Regions from separate parts of the Pan troglodytes genome. Here region 2 is linked to region 1. Evidence: chromatin contacts called from public HiChIP or PLAC-seq data. All regions are on one chromosome and are shown on one strand. The core of a region is the stretch at or near the end of the contact, and the rest is flanking DNA. Distances in the headings are between cores, read along the strand shown.

The links. HiChIP or PLAC-seq counts read pairs in DNA pulled down with a chosen protein or histone mark.
Region 2: a contact with region 1 is called in an H3K4me3 HiChIP or PLAC-seq map of stem cell-derived excitatory neurons, with 7 times the contacts expected there. The contact joins the promoter of CHSY1 here to the promoter of LRRK1 in region 1. A contact is called at or near these places in 3 of 7 Hi-C or Micro-C datasets (blood, induced pluripotent stem cells and stem cell-derived neural progenitor cells) and 1 of 1 datasets of contacts at active chromatin or transcription factors (stem cell-derived excitatory neurons).

What each region holds. Positions count from the first base shown.
Region 1 is chr16:92,781,695-92,787,149 of NHGRI_mPanTro3-v2.0_pri, forward strand. LRRK1 (leucine rich repeat kinase 1) reads left to right here and starts at 3,717. Exons shown (of 34, transcript XM_016927549.4): 1 at 3,717-3,851. It overlaps ALDH1A3 (aldehyde dehydrogenase 1 family member A3), which reads left to right. Exons shown (of 13, transcript XM_001142882.7): 13 at 1-1,020.
Region 2 is chr16:93,120,714-93,126,368 of NHGRI_mPanTro3-v2.0_pri, forward strand. It overlaps CHSY1 (chondroitin sulfate synthase 1), which reads right to left and starts at 3,088. Exons shown (of 3, transcript NM_001396069.1): 1 at 2,162-3,088. The coding sequence starts at 2,481.

The DNA of each region.
Region 1 (5,455 bases), core at 2,467-4,966:
CTCCTCATTTGACAAATCAGAGCTGCAATTCGCTTTAACAAATTATGCATTTCTATCGTGTTCACTAACAGCTTATGATAAGTCTGTGTAGCCTTCCTTTTCTCCAGTTCTGTTACCCAATTTAGATTAGTAAAGCGTACACAACTGGAAAGACTGCTGTAATAACACAGCCTTGTTATTTTTAAGTCCTATTTTGATATTAATTTCTGATTAGTTAGTAAATAACACCTGGATTCTATGGAGGACCTCGGTCTTCATCCAAGTGGCCTGAGTATTTCACTGGCAGGTTGTGAATTTTTCTTTTCCTCTTTAGGGATCCAAATGATGATGTGCAATTTCATGTTTTAACTTGGGAAACTGAAAGTGTTCCCATATAGCTTCAAAAACAAAAACAAATGTGTTATTCGGATACTTTCATGGTTACTAACTAGTACTTTCCTAATTGGGAAAGTAGTGCTTACGTTTGCAAATTAAGTTGGGGAGGGCAATAATAAAATGAGGGCCCGTATCAGAACCAGTGTGTGTATAATGAAAACCATGTATAAAATGGGCCTATCACCCTTGTCAGAGATATAAATGACCACATTTGCCTTCCCTTCATCAGCTAACACTTATCACTTATACTACCAATAACTTGTTAAATCAGGATTTGGCTTCATACACTGAATTTTCAGTATTTTATCTCAAGTAGCTATAGATGCTAACCTTGATAGTGATACGTTAGAGGGTTCTTATTCTTTCATTGTACGATAATGTCTTTAATATGAAATGCTACATTATTTATAATTGGTATAGTTATTGTATCTTTTTATAGTTGTAAGTACACAGAGGTGGTATATTTAACCTTCTGTAATATACTGTATTTAGAAATGGAAATATATATAGTGTTAGGTTTCACTTCTTTTAAGGTTTACCCCTGTGGTGTGGTTTAAAAATCTATAGGCCTGGGAATTCCGATCCTAGCTGCAGATCGCATTCCACAATGCGAGAATGATAAAATAAAATTGGATATTTGAGAAACATTATGCTTTTTCATTTAAAGACCAAAGTCATTTGAATTCGATGGCAGGCCTTTCTCTTTCTGAGACCTGTACGAAATGGCTGATATTAAAGCAGGATCAATAATGTAAGCATAAAATTACATTTGCTCAGTCAGTCGGGCCCAGTGCTTTGCCTGAGTGTGAAACCCATTTCTGTGGGCTTGGGGGTTGACCAGGCAAGGAGCTGGGCCTCAGAGGTTCCATGTCATAGCTGGCTGAGTTTCAGCTGTCATCTAAGCTGCCTGAGTCTCCTTTTATCATAAAGTAGTGATGATGTCAGTGTGGGAAATGGTGGGGAGGACTGCATGAGGATTGACGGACAGCATTGTGCCCCTGACGGTGAGCACAAGTGTCTGTTTTTGTCACCTTTTCCTCTAGAGAAATCTAGAGGATCTAGAGAAAGGATCAATTTGGGTTTTACTGACCTCAAGTTTCTAAAGCTTCTAACCAAGAAGCCTCAATCACCACGTTGTGAGCTGACGCTGCCATTGGTTCAAGATCATTGCTGGTACTGGGGTATGTCCTCCAAGCTCATCCCTTGCATTTGATGTGGAAAGCCCAGATCATTTTGACATGGGTGGCAAAGCAGCACCACTTTAACAAAAAACTTAAGGGAGGCTGGGGTCAGATCTCTCGTAACATATGCACTTATGTTAAGAGAATTTAGACACATTATTTAGAGACATCCCATTTCTCAATCCAAATGTGAGCAGGAAACTATAGGAGAAGGATATTTTCCCTCATTTGGTGTCCCGGAACATGACTCCCTGAAGGGAGCCATTCTGGGGACAGTTGGAGGGTGTGGTATGCGTGTGCACACATGCATTTGTGTGCCTGGTGTGCGTGTGGGGGTTGGCACCTCTCTAGAAGTGGACCCTTTGGGATGTCCTAGCTTCTCCTGCTGGTGGATGAAGCCTTTCTAATGGCTTTGCTCCTTGCTCCTAGGCATGAGCTTGAAGGGGGATAATGAAGGGCGTTTAGGAAGTTGCTCAAGGAAGACTGTCCGAGGAAACTGCGTACTGGGCTGAAGAAAGACAACCGGAAAACACTGAAGTAGCGCTCAGCCACTGCACGTTCAAAAAGGCAGAAAAGTCAGTTCAGGGAGGTGCCTTCCAGCTACCCCACCCGCCTCAGGAGGGGTCATTCCAACCTAGGGTGCTGAGAATCCGGGTGGGATTACCAGCAAAAGCTAGAGAACCATGGGTCAGCGACCCTTAGGAAGAAGTGGAAAGGAATCTTAACTTACCTGCAATAACCTTCCTATGCGAAGCTGTGGCTAAGGCATGCCTAATGGCTAGAATTAAATGCTGGGAATATAACGAGCTCAGCACAGGTTATCCGCGTGTCAGATGTTCCTGCTGTCTTCTACAGTGGGGACATTTCCTAGCCTATTCCCAGGCTCATTTAGAAGGGAAGTGGAGGTGCCCCATCTTCACCTGGCGCGTCCCCTCCAGCGTCTGCCCGGGCCCTGGGCCTGCGCTCCCTCGCGGTGGCGCCAGGTGGCGGGGCTGAGCGCCCTGGAGGAGCTGCACCGCCGTCGCGGGGCTCTCTCAGCACTGAGGACACCACGCCCTGCAAATTGTTGGGAACTTGTCGGTGGCAATCACACTGCTGGCTCCTGCAAACTGGTGTGAGGCCCTCAGGGGTGAGAACAGGATTGCAGAGCTGCGCTCACCCTTTTGGAAAGTCGTCCAGTGGCAGAAGTAGCCTCCCAGGAGCCGAGCGAAGCTGCTCGGTGGTGCCCTCTCCAACCAGGGACCCAAGAAGCCGCTCAAGGGAACACGGCCCCGCGGCGTCCGGGAGGTCCTGCAGGAGCCCTGCAGCTGCCGGGGTTCTGTGAAATGGCAGTGAGGGTGGGGGAGATGCGCGCTAAATCCTGGGAACATGCGAGTCATAACTTTCCAGGAGAGGAGCCCAGGGCGCTGGTCCTGCAGGCCGTGGAACCCTCTGCTCTTCCTGAGCAGGCCTTGTCCCTGGGTCCACACGTGGAGCTCCGTGTGAGGCCCGCCTGCAGCGTGGACGCAGATCTTTTTTATGGTCTGCGTTTCTGTATTAGCCTCAGCAGCCTGGTGACACCTTTATAAAAGGTTGAAACACGATAAATTGCCAATATTCCACGTTTTATGTACTCCCCCCAAAGCCGACAATTAACAATGATTCACCGAGCAGCAAATTCTTTGCACACATCCATAACCGAATCAGTAAAATCCATGTGTTGGAGGATATGCAAATTGCAAATCGTTAACCCTTTAGAACGACACATTTCTGTATTGCCCTGTAGAGAGCTCTGCACAAATGAATATTCCCTGTCTGTTTAATTTTTACGGCCGGAGCGTGTGGGCCACATGCACGCCGGGGGCTCATCTGCTGATTCTGCTGCCCCTGGAGCAGAGGGATAGTGAAAGCGGGGCTGAGCGCAGCACGGACCAATCTCATCGCCGCGCTCGCCCCGCGTGGAGGGACCCGGGTGCCCGAACCTGAAGCAGGACCCGGTGCCAGAAGGGCCCGCGGACCCCGGCGTCTCCCGGGGCATTGAGCGCGATCGCCTGCGTTTTACGGCCAGGGAAACTGAGGCGGCCACCGAGGGGACGCCCTGGGAGAGCTGGCGGCGGCCTTGCGAGCTCTGCGCGCCGCCCTCCCCGCCCGCCCGCCGGCCTCAGGATTGAGGAAGTGCGTCTGGGCCCGGCCCCGGCGGGCGGCCCGAGGCGCGGGGGGCAGACGGCGGTGGGAAGGGCCAGGCCCCCGCCCGCCCGTGTGTCCGCCCGGCCCCGCGTCCCGGAGCGCCCGCACCCGGCCCCGCCGCCGCCTCAGGTAAGCGCTGCTCCTGCCGGCGCCCCCCGGGGGCCTGGCTGCCTCCCGGCCCGCCCGGGGAACCCAGAGCCCGCGCCCGGCGCCCGCGGGGAGCCTCGGCCTCTGCCTGCCCGCGGGCCTCTGCGCTCCAGGCGGCCGCGGGGATCGGGCACGGGGGGCCGTTGCGCAGGGCGTGTGGGGCGACCCCGGACTCACGTCCCCGCTGCCTCCCGCCGCGCCCGGAGCCCAGCCAGCCTGCGGGAGGGGAGCGCGCGGGGCCCGGACAGGGAACCCCGAATCCCCGTACGGGACAGGGTCGGGAAAGCTGGGAAGCGGAGGCAAGAAACACAGGTCGGGAGATACACCGGGGGGTCCATAGGCTTCCTCCGCCTTTGGAGCAAACCCAGCCCTTTAGCGGGGGGCGGGCGGAGTGAGCGCGCGGGTGAGCCCGGGCCGGGGTGTCGGCCAGAGACCGCCCGGGAGCCTCTCGCTGGTCCGGGGCTTCCTGGGGTTGCGGGGGTGGCCCAGCGAGGCTTCACCCTCCTCGACGTCTGGGTTACGCTTCTCGCCCGGGTGGTCTCTGGCTGGCGCAGATACCACTGCTGTGTCTACCATGGTCGCTGCAGGGGACCTTCCTGGCAGGCGGGGAGGCGGGAAGGAAGCCTAGGAAGGCCGGGCTCCGCGAGGAGACGCTGGTGGAGGATTCGAGAACTCTGCGGCCGTCTCAACCTACCCCTTCACAGTCTGAGGCCACGACGTTTTTCTCCCACAAACACTTCCCCTGCAACAGGTAGAGAAACAGGGGCATGTAGCTTTCAGCAAACCTCTCACCGTGTACACTAATTATAGAGTTTGCCAGTCACTCACAGGGTATCAAAATGCCCAGACATTAAAGGGATAGCTAGAACATGCACAGTTTTGGAAAATGTTAACATTAGACGCCTTTTATGATTTGATTTTCTTCATCTTTGCCTATGTCCTGAAAGAGAAAATAATATAACAAACTAACCTCACGCCTAATTTGTTCCTAAGGGAGGTTTTGCGGTCAGCCAACCTTTCCCTCTCCCAAAAGTCGATGTCTCTGGCAGTGACCTCGCAGTCAACTCGGATGCTCAGATAAAAAAATTCAGTCTGTTGAATCTATGTCTAAAATGTGTCCCGATCTGTCCCCTTTTTCTTATGCCCCCACCCCCCACCCCGGCCCTTGTCCAGGGCACCAGCATCTCTTTACTGTAGGATTTCAGTTCCCCCTTCCTCCATTCTCTATATAGCAGTGTGCGTCTGTGTGTGTCTGTGTGTTTAAATGGGTAAATCGGACCATATCAGTCCTCTTTATGGAGTCCTTCAGTAGCTTCTCCTTGCAATTGGCACGCAATCCAGGAGACCTCCTTCTGCTCACACCCCCAGCTGATCCAGCCTCTGCTGTCTCGGACCACCAGGCCATTGCCCCAGGCCACACTGGCTGAGCTTGCTGTCCAGCACTGGTCCCCTGCACTGCTGCCTCCTGACTCTTCACACAGCCTCAGAAAGTCTTCCCTGGTCACCCTCTGAAAACCCACACTCCCTCTCACATCCCTCACTCTGCAGCCTCCCTGCAGTCCCCATTCTGTACTCCTTCTTTATCT
Region 2 (5,655 bases), core at 1,838-4,337, 340 kb after region 1:
TTCCGTAGAGATGGGGTTTCACCGTGTTAGCCAGGATGGTCTTAATCTCCTGACCTCATGATCCGCCCGCCTCAGCTTCCCAAAGTGCTGGGATTACAGGCGTGAGCCACCGTGCCCGGCCTGCATTACATTTTCTGAGTATTGCTGGTGCATTAGGCCCCCCACTGATTTGAATATATTGATACCGTAACCATGAAAATGCATTTGGTTCAGGGGGCATGGGGGAAATAAGGGAGTTACCTAATTTACTGTTTGTACTAACTGGTTTGGTAACTGTCCCCAAAACTGTGATTTCACATGGTCTATCACCACACTAGTCATGCGGATTTACTTTCAAAACCATGCTGTAAATAATCTATATGGCTCATCCTCGATTTCTGATGCGGCTGTTTCTCTGGTCAAAAAAAAATAATCCCATAAAACCTCAGGTAATGCAAGGTAGATCTGGGAGAGATCCTGATAGGCTGGTTCCCAAATCACTGCATTAGTCTATGTATCTCTATCTATCGATCGATAGATAGATAGAATTTTTTTTTTTTTTTTTTTTTTTTTTTTTTTTTTGAGATGGAGTCTCACTCTGTAGCCCAGGCTGGAGTGCAGCGGCATGATCTTGGCTCATTGCAACCTCCGCCTCCTGGGTTCAAGCGATTCTCCTGCCTCAGCCTCCTGAGTGGCTGGGACTACAGGTGCACGCCACCACACCCGGCTAATTTTTGTACTCTTGAGTAGAGACGGGGTTTCACCATATTGGTCAGGCTGGTGTCGAACTCCTGACCTCAGGCGATCCGCCCGCCTCGGCCTCCCAAAGTGCTAGGATTACAGGCGCGAGCCACGGCACCCGGCCTGCATTAGTCTGTATTTACAATACCTGCATTCTAAGCTTTTCAAGCCACTCAGGACCCTTCCTGGCGGAATGTGGGTTCTGGACTTCAGCAGGACCCTAATGGAAATGTGCAGGAACGGGGATCAAGCCATTCAAGGGGCAGTCACTGAAGACCACTTTCACCTAATTTCTCAGTCCTTTACTAAAGGACACTAAAGGACCATATATGCTTTTCCCCTCACAACATCTAGTGCCTGAAAAATCTGACCAAGACTGCATTTAAAAACTGAAGTGTGAAGGTATTGGTTATAAGAACAAACAGCAACCAGCTTAGCCTGGCTCAGCACTGGCTGCTCTGAAATTTCATTCCCAGACCATTGATGCTCTAAAACCATTCCCCACACATTGGTTTGCTCTGTGGCTGGATAAGACCCAAACTTTTTCCATACAGTAAGTGTCTCTATACTTCACACATATAGGGTTTCCATCAAATCCCTTTATCGAGTCTACAACCCTCTCCAACTTCAAATTCACTCCAATACAAATCTGATTCTAACCATGCCAGCCATTCCAAAATCATCTCCCTTCTAAAGACTACATTGGCTAATCCCTTTGTTAAACCTGAACACAATTCCAGCTGCTTTTATGACTCATTTGGCCAACTAGAGCCCAGTTACTGGATAACATGCATACACCACCAAGCTGAACTAATTAACACCAGAATGCAGTTTTCCACTGAATCTACCAAGGGCCAAGAACTGCTTTTCCCCAAGGTTCTCTCTCTCTTTACTCAACAGACTGGTGTGGTCCAATGTGCTGCGGGCATTCTCTTTCATTTATAGGAGTGCCGCCAACTGCGAAATGTGAGAGTATGATGTGGAAAGGTTCTAGAACTAGATTAATGTACACGGGCTCTAGCTTTGCAAGGACAAAGGTGCACATTTTAGGGAATCCAATATCAGCCCCAACTGCCTCCACTATCAGGTACTGTGCTATGAGTTTTCCAACATTATGAGGGAGACCCGATCTGTCGGGCCCTTTTAACGAGAAGCTTCGATTTGTAAAGGCTAAAACGCCTTCATCAGGGTGAGAGGCACACCCAGCGAGGCCACACTAGTCCATTTGACCCCAAAGGCCATGTTCTTGAGCGCTGCGCTCACCATCCCGCCTCTGATCTTTTCTCCCTCGGCCCGGCGTCTCCCGAGAGGCAACCCGATCCCACCGGAAGCCCAAGAAGGGCCTAGGAAGCGGGCGGAGGCGAGAGCCAGGAGAGCACCCGGGATGCCGGACGCCGGGATGCCGGACGCAGGAGGCGGTGCCCGGGGAGCAGGCGCTCACCTGTAGGCGGCCACGGCGCGGGTCTGCAGGTATTTCTGGGCGGTCATGACTCCCACGAAGAGAAAGCTCCTGTCGCGCGGGCCGCCATCTGGGTCCGAGCCGGGCGGCCAGAGCTGCGCCCCGCGCTCATCGCCGCGCGCCCCGCCGGCCTGGGAAGCCGCCGCCTGCCCGGACCGGCAGCCCTCGGGGCTGGCGCGGCGCCGTGGGCCCGCTCGCTTCAGCTCGGAAGCACGGGGCAGGACGAGCCGCGAGGCCAGCACGAAGCCCAGGACGAGCCCGAGCAGCACGCTGAGCCAGGCGCGCCGGCCGCGCGCGGCCATGCCCGCGCCGCTCCGCCCGCCGGGCCGCCGCCGCCGCCGCCGCCGCCGCCGCAGGCTCCGCGCGCCCTCAGCCCGCTGCCCCCGCCCGCGGAGGCCAGCCCGCCCTAGCGCCGCGAGGCCCGGCCCGGGCAGCGCCGCCGCCGCCGCGGGCCCGCCGCGCCCATCGCGGCCCCCGAGCCGCCCGCAGGCCCCGCGCCGGCGCTTTGTTCCGCACGCCCGCCCCCGCCGCCGCGGCCTGCGCCTTTAAGAGGGGACCATGCCCGGCGCGCGCTAGCGGCGGCTCGGGCGCGAGGTGGCGGCGGCTCCTCCCGCTCGCGCGCGGGGACGCGGGGCCGGCACGACGGCGACGGCGGCGGCAGACGAGTCCGGGCTCCCGTCCCGCCCTGCCCGCGTCCTCCGGCTGGCTGGGCTCGGTTCGCACGGCGCCTGTCCCCGTCCTCTTCGTAGCCGGCGCCGCCGCCGCAGCTGCACATCCTCCGGCTTAGCTCGCCATTGCAGCAGGAGCCCCTCACGTCACGCACAGCGCGTTATGAAGTGGCCCCGCCGGCGGCGAGCCGTGGCCCCTCTCGGGATCCGTCCGCGCCGCGCGATTGGCGCAAAAGTGAATGAGGGGCGGTTCACGTGGCCAAAGTTTGACCAAAAAAAAAAAAAAAAAAAAAAAAAGCCCTCTCGGGCGCCCCGCCCCGCCCGCGCGGTCTGCGACTGGAGCTGGCGGGCGGAGGGGGCGTGGGCTCCCGCCCGGCGCCCGCGGGGCCGGAGCTGCCCGTTATCCGCACCTGGCACCCGGCGCAAGGGCGTCCCCGCGAGGGCGGCCGGTTCCTGCACCGCGGCGCCCGGGCGCGAATCTCAGGAGCCAGCCTTGCAGTGGGGGCTTCTCGGCCCCCAGACTCCACGCTGCGCACGTTCCTCCCGCACAGGCCGTCCTCGCTGCACCCCACGGCCACGCCCTTCCTGCCGCCGGGCCGGCCTCCCGCTCCCGGCCCCGCGCTCCCGACCACACTGCAGCTTTGTCCGCAGTCCCGCGGCCGCACGCAGGGAACAGCCGTCCCGGAGCCCTGGGGACGTGCGCGCCTGCGAGTGGACCGTGAATTCAGTTACCTTGTTCCCTGTTGCTAGTTTCTACGCTAAAGAAGAAGAAGAAGAAGAAAAAGCCATCTTTAATATTTAAGGTCCACGCTCCTCATACAGTACTAGCATTTAATGGATCTTGAAGACAAGGAAAATGATGTTAATGCCCTGGATGGTAAACCCTACTTTCATTTACATACTGTGTGGGCAGAGAGCCGGCTAGTACCCCCAGCCTGGGACTTTCTCAGTATTTTAATATAGTCCGTCTGTGAAAGTGCCGTGGATTTCTAAAGACGGATTTTGGGTCCCAGATCCTCTACTCTGGATTTTAAGTTTTATACATTTCCTTTACAATACTTCAGCTAAGGCAGCAAAAGCGGAGGTCTCCATACAGCGAAAGTTTGTGTAGAGTTTCAGTCTTGTTACTTAGTCACCAGTATATTGGGGTTTTCTAATGAAACTTTTGAAGGGCAAAGTGTTTCCCTGGGCCTGAGAAGTTACCTGCATTGAATCAAATAAACACATGCCTGGGGCAATCCTTGGATCTTTCTTCATTGTTGACCAAATGGTTGAAATACTATCACACAGTTTAAAATGCCTGTGGGAGCTTCAGATACCTTCTCGGCACCTGAATGGTGGTCACTCTTGTTTATTCTTTGGATATTACCACTTTCTTTGACACTTGTGATTTATATTAAAAATAGTTCATTACCTACCTTCCCACAGAGTCCCTCCCTAAGGGGTGATCCACATCTAAAAATAAAATACTCATTATGCAGTGAATACAGGATTCCAGCAGTGCTCTTGGGAAAAATACAGAACATACAACCATGAATTACAGGCTCGAAAACCATCGAAAAAGGTTTCCAGTAAGACCATAAACCACAAATGCCGAGGAGTCACCAGATCCCCCAAATTCAGCAGCCCCATCATTCACAGTGATTTACATGAAGCACGAATCTGGCCAGATTCAGATGTTCAATTTTGTGGCATATTCAACGATTTCAATATTTTCTAACCTGCTTTAGACTTACCTAGTTTTCTTCGAAACTAGTGTCCAGTGAAAAGCTGGCCGGGCGCGGTGGCGCACGCCTGTAAACCCAGCACTCTGGGAGGCTGAGGCGGGCGGATCGCCTGAGGTCAGGAGTTCGAGACCAACCTGACCAACATGGAGAAACCCCCGACTCTATTAAAAATACAAAATTAGCCGGGGGTGGTGGTGCATGCCTGTAATCCCAGCTACTCGGGAGGCTGAGGCAGGAGAATCGCTTGAACCCGGGAGGCGGAGGTTGCTGTGAGCCGAGATCGTGCCATTGCACTGCAGCCTGGGCGACAACAGCGAAACTCCGTCTCAAGAAAAAAACAAAAAAAAAGTATATAAATATGTGATGGGAATAATATTCTGAGGATGCCAAATATTTTGTCCTCCTCAATATCCTGGTTCCTAGTTGTCCCTCAGTTCCTAGGTTAACAGTCTCACCTGTCTCACCTGCAGGCTTAATGGGGGTCTTTCGTAATGTGGAAAGGATACCCTTTTCTTTGTAAAGGCTGAGCCTGAGGGCTTACAATTCCCTGGAGAAGGAGAGTAAGACATACGGGAAGTCCCTCTGGGAGAAGAGGGATATGCCAGGCCAAGAGAGGGTTGGAAGGAGAAGAGAGAAACTGAGGTCCTATAATTCCGGCACGCAGCCTAGGAGCAGGAGGGCAAGCTCTAGTACATCTAGAAGGAGCAGCTGGATTGTTGAGCTGAGGCAGTTCTCCTGGGGAAGAATCCAAAAGTGTCCCAGTAAGGGGCCTGGCTCAGGAGACAAGGCTATCCTAAGTGGGGATTTCACAGCCAGTAGCAAATACCTGGAATCAAGAACTTCAGTGACAGCCAGAGGCTCAAACAGCTGGACAGGACTGGTACCCCCAGTATGAAGGCCTGTCCCACGCCCAGCCCCACTAGTCAATACCAGCAAGGAGCCAGGGAGGACAACGAGGGTCTGGAACATCTGCCCCCAGTGCACACACATGCGTCCTTCCCCACAGCCCCCTGGGGGCCAAGGCTGTCCTCATCCTAAAGCCCCCTCACCCTAAGTAATTTTTAAAGGTAAGGAGAAGGCA